Regions from separate parts of the Mus musculus genome. Here region 1 is linked to region 2. Evidence: chromatin contacts called from public Hi-C data. All regions are on one chromosome and are shown on one strand. Each heading gives the region's core, a stretch centred on a gene start, on an enhancer-like site or on the middle of the called end of the contact. The rest is flanking DNA. Distances are from core to core; before and after follow the strand shown.

What was found. A called contact is a pair of places that touch in the nucleus more often than the background predicts.
Region 1: a contact with region 2 is called in a Hi-C map of bone marrow-derived macrophages, with 3 times the contacts expected there. The contact joins two enhancer-like sites. A contact is called at or near these places in 1 of 39 promoter capture datasets (liver), 3 of 484 Hi-C or Micro-C datasets (bone marrow-derived macrophages, group 2 innate lymphoid cells and nephron progenitors) and 1 of 115 datasets of contacts at active chromatin or transcription factors (large pre-B cells).

Annotation. Positions count from the first base shown.
Region 1 is chr10:83,219,959-83,223,443 of GRCm38.p6, reverse strand. No RefSeq gene overlaps it. Among named protein-coding and RNA genes, the nearest start is that of Slc41a2, 120 kb to the left of the region's middle. Within about 2 kb of position 1,688, at least 7 of the 459 cell types and tissues checked have an H3K27ac peak or open chromatin away from gene starts, as enhancers often do. A contact at or near this core is called in bone marrow-derived macrophages, where this site is marked.
Region 2 is chr10:82,794,090-82,797,379 of GRCm38.p6, reverse strand. It overlaps a transcript of Hcfc2 not described here. Among named protein-coding and RNA genes, the nearest start is that of 1700028I16Rik, 16 kb to the left of the region's middle. Within about 2 kb of position 1,864, at least 227 of the 459 cell types and tissues checked have an H3K27ac peak or open chromatin away from gene starts, as enhancers often do. A contact at or near this core is called in bone marrow-derived macrophages, where this site is marked.

The DNA.
Region 1 (3,485 bases), core at 439-2,938, 430 kb before region 2:
TACAGCCTCCTTACAGCTTCCCCTCCTGTCTGGGGTCAAGACTAGGTCAAGTTCCATTCTCCACCCACAGGAACATTCTTTAGTAAAATATTCTCACCCCCCCCCCAAAAAAAACCCAAAAAACAAAAAATCCCACAGTATGTACTGATTGGTAGTCAACTAACCCTCTAAAAAGTTCCAGGTAGATTTCAAATGTGTGTCATGCTTGCTAGCCAATAGATTTAAAGCTCGATATGCTTAGCCAATAAGTTTGAACTGTAACCTCGCTGATGTAACATGTGCCCATAAAAAATATGTAAACTGCTTATAATAGCCATCTGAGGTTGCTTTCTAGTCACTCACCTAGAGGGACTGACTGAGGGTTGACCCCAACTCTCCAGAAAATGAACCTCTTGCTTTTTCATTGATCTGTGCATCTCAGTGTCTCACTCGGGGGCATCTTGAAGTAAGTACCACTGACCTAGGGTCGGGGGTCTTACAGTCCACTACCAAAATGTAAAGAAAGAGGGGCACACACCAGGTCAGTGTGCATGCCACATGTTAGTGTTCTGTTGCTGTGAAATGACCCAGAGACCAAGACAATGCAAAAAGAAAGCATTTAATTGGGGGATTTCCTTACAATTTCAGAGGGTGAGTTTATGACCATCATGATGGGGAGTGTGGTGGTGGCAGACAGACAGACAGACAGACAGGCAGGCAGGCAGGCATGGTGCTGGAGCAGTAGCTTACATCTTATCCACAAGTTGGAGGTTGGAGAGAGAGAGAGAGAGAGAGAGAGAGAGAGAGAGAGAGAGAGAGAGAGAAGAGGGGAGGGGAGGGGGGAGGGGAGGTGAGGGGAGCCTGGCGAAGGCTTTTGAAACCTAAAATCTCACCCCCAGTGATATACCTCTCCTAACAAAGCCATACCTCCCGATCCTTCTAAAAACAGTTCCATCAAGTAGGGACAAAGCATTAAATATAAGAGCCTATAAAGGGGAGGGGAACACCACACAATTCTCATGCAGTCCATCATGTCAAAGGAAGGTGACCGCCATTGTATGACTTGCTCAGAGCAAATGAGCAACCACTTTTGCCCTATACATCATGATTTTCTCATCCAAGCATCTTCAGTAGGAAAAGAAGCAAAATGAAGTCACATGACATATGTGATGCTATCCCTGGCTGCCATCTTGACTACATCTGGAATGAACTACAATTCAGAAATGGAGGGCACACCTGTGGTCCAGATCTCGAGACTTTTGACCCAGATCTTGACATGGAGAGCCTGAGGCATAGTGACCATGACATGCTTAAACCCAGGCAAGGTAGAACACACCTTTAATCCTAGGAGATTGAGGCAAGCAGATCTCTGAGTTCAAGATCAGCAAGTTCCAAATCCAGGCGTGGTGGTACACACCTATATTGTGAGCCACACCTTCTGCTAGAGGCCTACATAAGGACATTGAAAGAAGGAAGACTCCCTCTTCTTCACCTGTTTGCACTTACCTGCCAGCACATCTGTTGGAACTTACTTCTTCAGGATTCCAGCTTATACAGAAGACCAGCTGAAACAACTAGACTCCTGGACTGAGCAACTACTAGATTCTTGGACTTCCCATTCACATCTGCCCATTGTTGGGTTAGTTGGACTACAGACTGTAAGTCATTACAATAAATTTCCTCAATATAGGGAGAGATTGCATAAGTTCTGTGATTCTAGAGAACCCTGACTGATACAACGTAGAAAGACATTAAAGCCTAAAAGTAGCTGTGAACACATGATCAGAGAGAGGGAAGGAAAGAGGAAGAGCGGGAAGGACATTATACACAGCAAATATGTAGAAAGTATTTCCTCAAACAAAGACTGCTTTCCAAATGTTAAATCTCTTTTCGCTTGTTTAACAAATAAGTTATCCTTCCAAATCCTTTCTATTCAAATAAAAATGACAATGTCTACAGAGAAATCCTGGAGCCTGGTCCAACCCTTCCCAGGGGGTGGAAAGTTCGTCTGAACTTTACTGCAGATAACTTGTAATTTCCCAGCAACTAGGGGTTCAGGAGAGCCCCATTTAGTTCAGCCTACATGAGGGAAATTTTGAAACTAGTCTTTAAAAGCTTCTAGAAGGTTTTCTTTTGCTTTGGGACAAAGGTCTCCACTCACCTGGCATCACATCCCTCAGTGAACTGACAGATGAAGCTGGATTCCAGAATCCTAATGTTACCATCTCACATGCAGCCACGTATGTGTACATACAGGTGGGGTCATCCAATCCAGACTTATGAAATGATCTGCACACACACAGGCACATCCAACCTTTTGCTACTCCAACATGATATCATCCGCAAGCCATGCAATCTAACTACAAAAAAAACCACAAAATCTTGTGTTTAGGGAAGCCTTAGAGTGTTGTGTAAACCAGCATCCATTGCTCTCCTCGGCCACACACAGCCCATGGGCCTCAGTGGGGGTGGGGGTGGGGCACACATCTGCCTGGACAGCACAGAAAACTCCAGAAGGTAATTTGAGCTAAGAACTGTCTATGGCTTGCCACAGAGTTTCTCTTTTATTTAACTTCATTTATTTGTCTTATGTTTACAAGTGTCTTTTTTTTTTTTTTTTTTGTCTGCAGATCTGACCATGTGTGTGCCTGGTGCCTACAGAGGCCAGAGGAAGGCACTGAATTCCCTGGGACTGGAGTTACAGATGGTTGGGAGCCCTTATGTGAGTTCTGGGAATTGAACCCTGGTCCTCTGAAAGAGCAGCCAGTGCTCTTGAGCCATCTCCCTAGAGACATAGTTCCTCTTGTAATGAAACCCTTGGATATGGAGTCTGTTCCTGTAGTTATAGACAAATATTCACAGTAGAGTCATTACAAAGTATCTGAAAATGGTATTTAGCTTCTCTGGGCACTTAAGGGTTTCTACTAATAGCAATTCAAAACTCAAATAGAACTGAATGGGAAATGCCTGTTTGTGGGGAGAACAGCTTGTGGTCGGTGGCTAATTGGATCTGGCACACTCTTGTGAGTTGCTATGGCTTTGTATTAAGGAGACAGGTGTTATTGGGCATCAGTGCAACCACTATGGACCATACGGGAAGTTAAAAGAGTCTTCGTTACATGCCATACGTGAAACCACTCCTCCTCTTGACATAGAAATAGAGAAGTCCAGTGTGCCTAACAAATAACACGCGGGAAGGCCGGTGATCTACACGTGAGAAGGTGCGTGTGCCAATACGGGTTGATGATTGTAAAGATGCCAAACATTCAACGCTTAATTTATAAAATACATGCTGTCATGTACAATTCTATTTCTCCAGATATTTCATAATGTTAAGGGGAAAAGCGAGTTGTGTATGTGCACCTTAACACTCTGCCCCAACCATGTGTTCCACCGTCGTGTCCCCCCCCACACCCCGCCCCCAGGGGTCAGGGAGAAGCCAAAAAGCCAGCATGATGCAACCCAGGGAGGAGCGGCCACAGGAGGGCCACGAAGCCTCCTCAGAC
Region 2 (3,290 bases), core at 615-3,114:
CTCCAGTCCCAGGGCATCATTTGCCTCCCTGCCCACTCTGACACTAGGCACGCACATGTTGGACATACATATAGGCCGGGAAAACACCTATATGCATAACATTTGAAAGTGGTGTGTGTGTGGGTGGGTGGTGTGTGGAGTCATCAAGGGCAGAGTCCGTTGCTGAGGGCAAGTTGGGCTCCATCGGTATGTAGAACTAGTCAAACCCATTCTGATTCTGAGGCCAGTCCACACATAAGGGAAAGAACATTGGACATCCAAAAGCAACCAATGTCCCCTCAGGGAAACTAAATGTACTGGGTAGAACAAAGAAAGCAGAAAGAAATGAGAAGTCAGGAACAGAGCATCGCTTGCAAGACACACTTGTTTCCTCCTTCCTTCTTCTCTGTGACCACAGCATTGTTAGGGGAACAGCTCAGTTACCAAAAAAGAAGTGGGGGACCAGAAAAATCTTTTAGCCATGGGCTCGTCAGAAAAGACCAACTCAGCCATTGCACAGGGGCTCTTCTGGTACCGATAGGCATTTCAGCCTAGTTCTAACTATCCTGTCATTGTTGGGGTAGCCTTAAAGAGGACAGAAACGAGAAATTCCTTTCTTGCAGTCAGGCGTGTTTACCGGCTCAGATAAAGAGCAGAGACTCCGGCATTTTCCCCTTTTTGTAAGGGAGGATAATTGCAGGCAGCTGTAGGACCAGATACTACGTAACCATTTCCTCCAGGTGGCTGCTGCTTTTCTCTTTCCCTGCTTTGTTTTTATTTCGACTTTATTTCCTCTCTCCGAAACAGAGCAGGCCATCAAGCAGTTTTTTATTCTTTAAATTTTTATTTTCAAACATGATTGCTTTGCCTGTGTGTGCCTGTGCGGCACATGTGCTCGAAGAAGCCAGATCAGGATGTTGGTGTCTGGTCCGTGGGTGTAAGCTACTATGTGGGTGCTGGGAGCCAAACCTGGGTCCCCTGGATGTCGGTACTCATAACCAGCAAGTCATTGCATTAGTTCCTTTGTCAAGGATTTTAATAGAAATTTGAACAACCAGAAGTAGATGCTTTCTCCCACCCTACCCCGTTCTTTCTCACTCTTCTTTTCCTTCTTTTTTCCTCCTCCTCCTCCTCCTCCTCCTCCTCCTGTTTTTAAAGTAAGGGGCTCACATAGCCAAGTCTGTCTCGACTGTGTATATAGCTAAAGATGACCCTGAATAGGTCCATTTGCCTCCACCTCTCAAGTACCGCAATTACACACAAGCTCACATACACCCCTCTCCATGTTACATAGCGCCAGAAACTGAACCCCAGCCCAGTTGGATCATTCCACTCCCCGAGCTACACCCCCAGCCCCTGAGCACAATTTCTAGTCGAGTCTGAAGAAGGGAAATAGCCAGATGAAGGAGGAGAGGCATGCAGATGCCTCAACACCAGAACCATGCCTGGGCGAGTGATGAGAAAGAAGCCAGGAGGAACCTGGGAGGGGTGGGGGTGGGGCAGATTACAAAACACGGTCGGCTTTCCGTCAAACTGTTTTGAGTTTGATTTTATCTCTGGGTTTGGGGAGCAGGGGAGTATTTAATCTCTAGAATTGAATAATTCAAACAATTTATTGATGATATCTCTGACAGTTGGCAGGAAGGTAGGATGGGATGGGGCAGGAACGCTGGCAAGGAGCCCAGTTCTTTGGCCGGGTGGGACTTGGGACTGAAGCCCTGTAGCAGAAGGGGTGGCATTCCGGAGCTCAGGTAGCATCCATGGGATCTGCAAACAGTTCCTGGGGGGGAAGACAGAGACAAGAATGTGAAGCAAGGAGCTACTGCCCTCCCCTGGCAGGTTCTGGGCAGATTGAGTCATGCGTTAAGCAGTGCACACTGGTTCCCAGAACCGAGCCTGCTGCCTGGAAGCAACGTCAGGAGTTTCCTGCGGCTGGCTCTCCGCACAGCTTTGTCTTTGGCTCCGGTTAAGTGCTGTGCTGGAAACTGGAGTGGGGAAACTGGCATTCTTCCTCTCCCCATGGTACTGTCTACGACAGACAAACAACATATGGAAGCTTGAGATGTCCAAACAAGGCTGCGGGTGTAGCTCAGTGGACAGGGGGCTCACCCAGCCTGTTGGAAGCCCTGAGTGGGGTCCCCAGTGCTACACGTGCTGGACATGATGACGCAGGCTTGTGATCACAGCACTTGAGGCAGAGGCAGGCATTCTGGGCTTGATGACAAGAAGCAGAGAACCTCCTGGAACAGGAGTGTGGGCGGAGCATGCAAGATGAGACCCAGTTCTGAATGAGACTTTCCTGTCGCTTTGTACGTGAGGAAGAGACACTGTCTAGCCTCTCCTTTCTCCCGTGCTGTGACTAGCCATCTCTTAGTGGAGCTTTTGAAGTGATGAGAAAGTAGTGATTTCTGAACGAAGATGACTGCTGAGCATGATATTGTCTCAAAGGGGAAAAAAGGTCAAGGGCTGGAATGATGGCTTAGCAATGCTCCTGCACAGGGTCTGGGTCCAGTTCCCAGCACCGACATGGCAACCCATAACTGTCCGTAACTCCCACTGCAGGTGTAAGGAAACCAGTGTCCTCTTCTGGCCACATGTGGTACACATACATACATGCAGGCAAAAACACTCCTGCACATAAAAATAAATAAATCTTTGGAAAAAAGAGATTACATATGAATAAAATTAAACTGATAATTTCCAAACGCATCACGTCTTAAAATCAAATTCCGAATCCTTCCAAAGAACAAAGTAGTTGAGAGCAGTTAACAGCGATAATCTGGCTGAGAAAAAAAAATTGTCCTCATTTTCTTTGATGAACTGATAGAAAGTAACAGAATGTCTAAATCCAGCACTCAGCAACAGAGGTGTGCGGACAGACGCAGGTGGATCTCTGTGAGTTCTGGCCAGCCCCATCTATATAATCAGCTCTAGGACAGCCAGGGAGACATAGAGAGACCTTGTCTCAAAAATAAATAAGTGAATACACAAACAAACAAACAATTGTGCTTTCCAGTCCCTTAAAACAAAAACAGTTCCTGAAAAAAATAGTATTAACTACTCCCTAAGCCCAACCACACATTCCAGAATCGTCATAGCCAGGAGATAGTCTGTTCCCCCAAGAATAAGAGTAACACACATCTCTTTAGTGATTTCTGGTTTTTTTTTTTTTTTACTTGAGAATCACATTCCACTTTTTAATAAAGCATTGAGGCTGTGAGTTGATCTGCCTATAAGCACAGGTTATAAATAATAGAGTGGAATATCATACCTAGCTGAAAGAATAATTATTGTTGTATCAATAGTACACT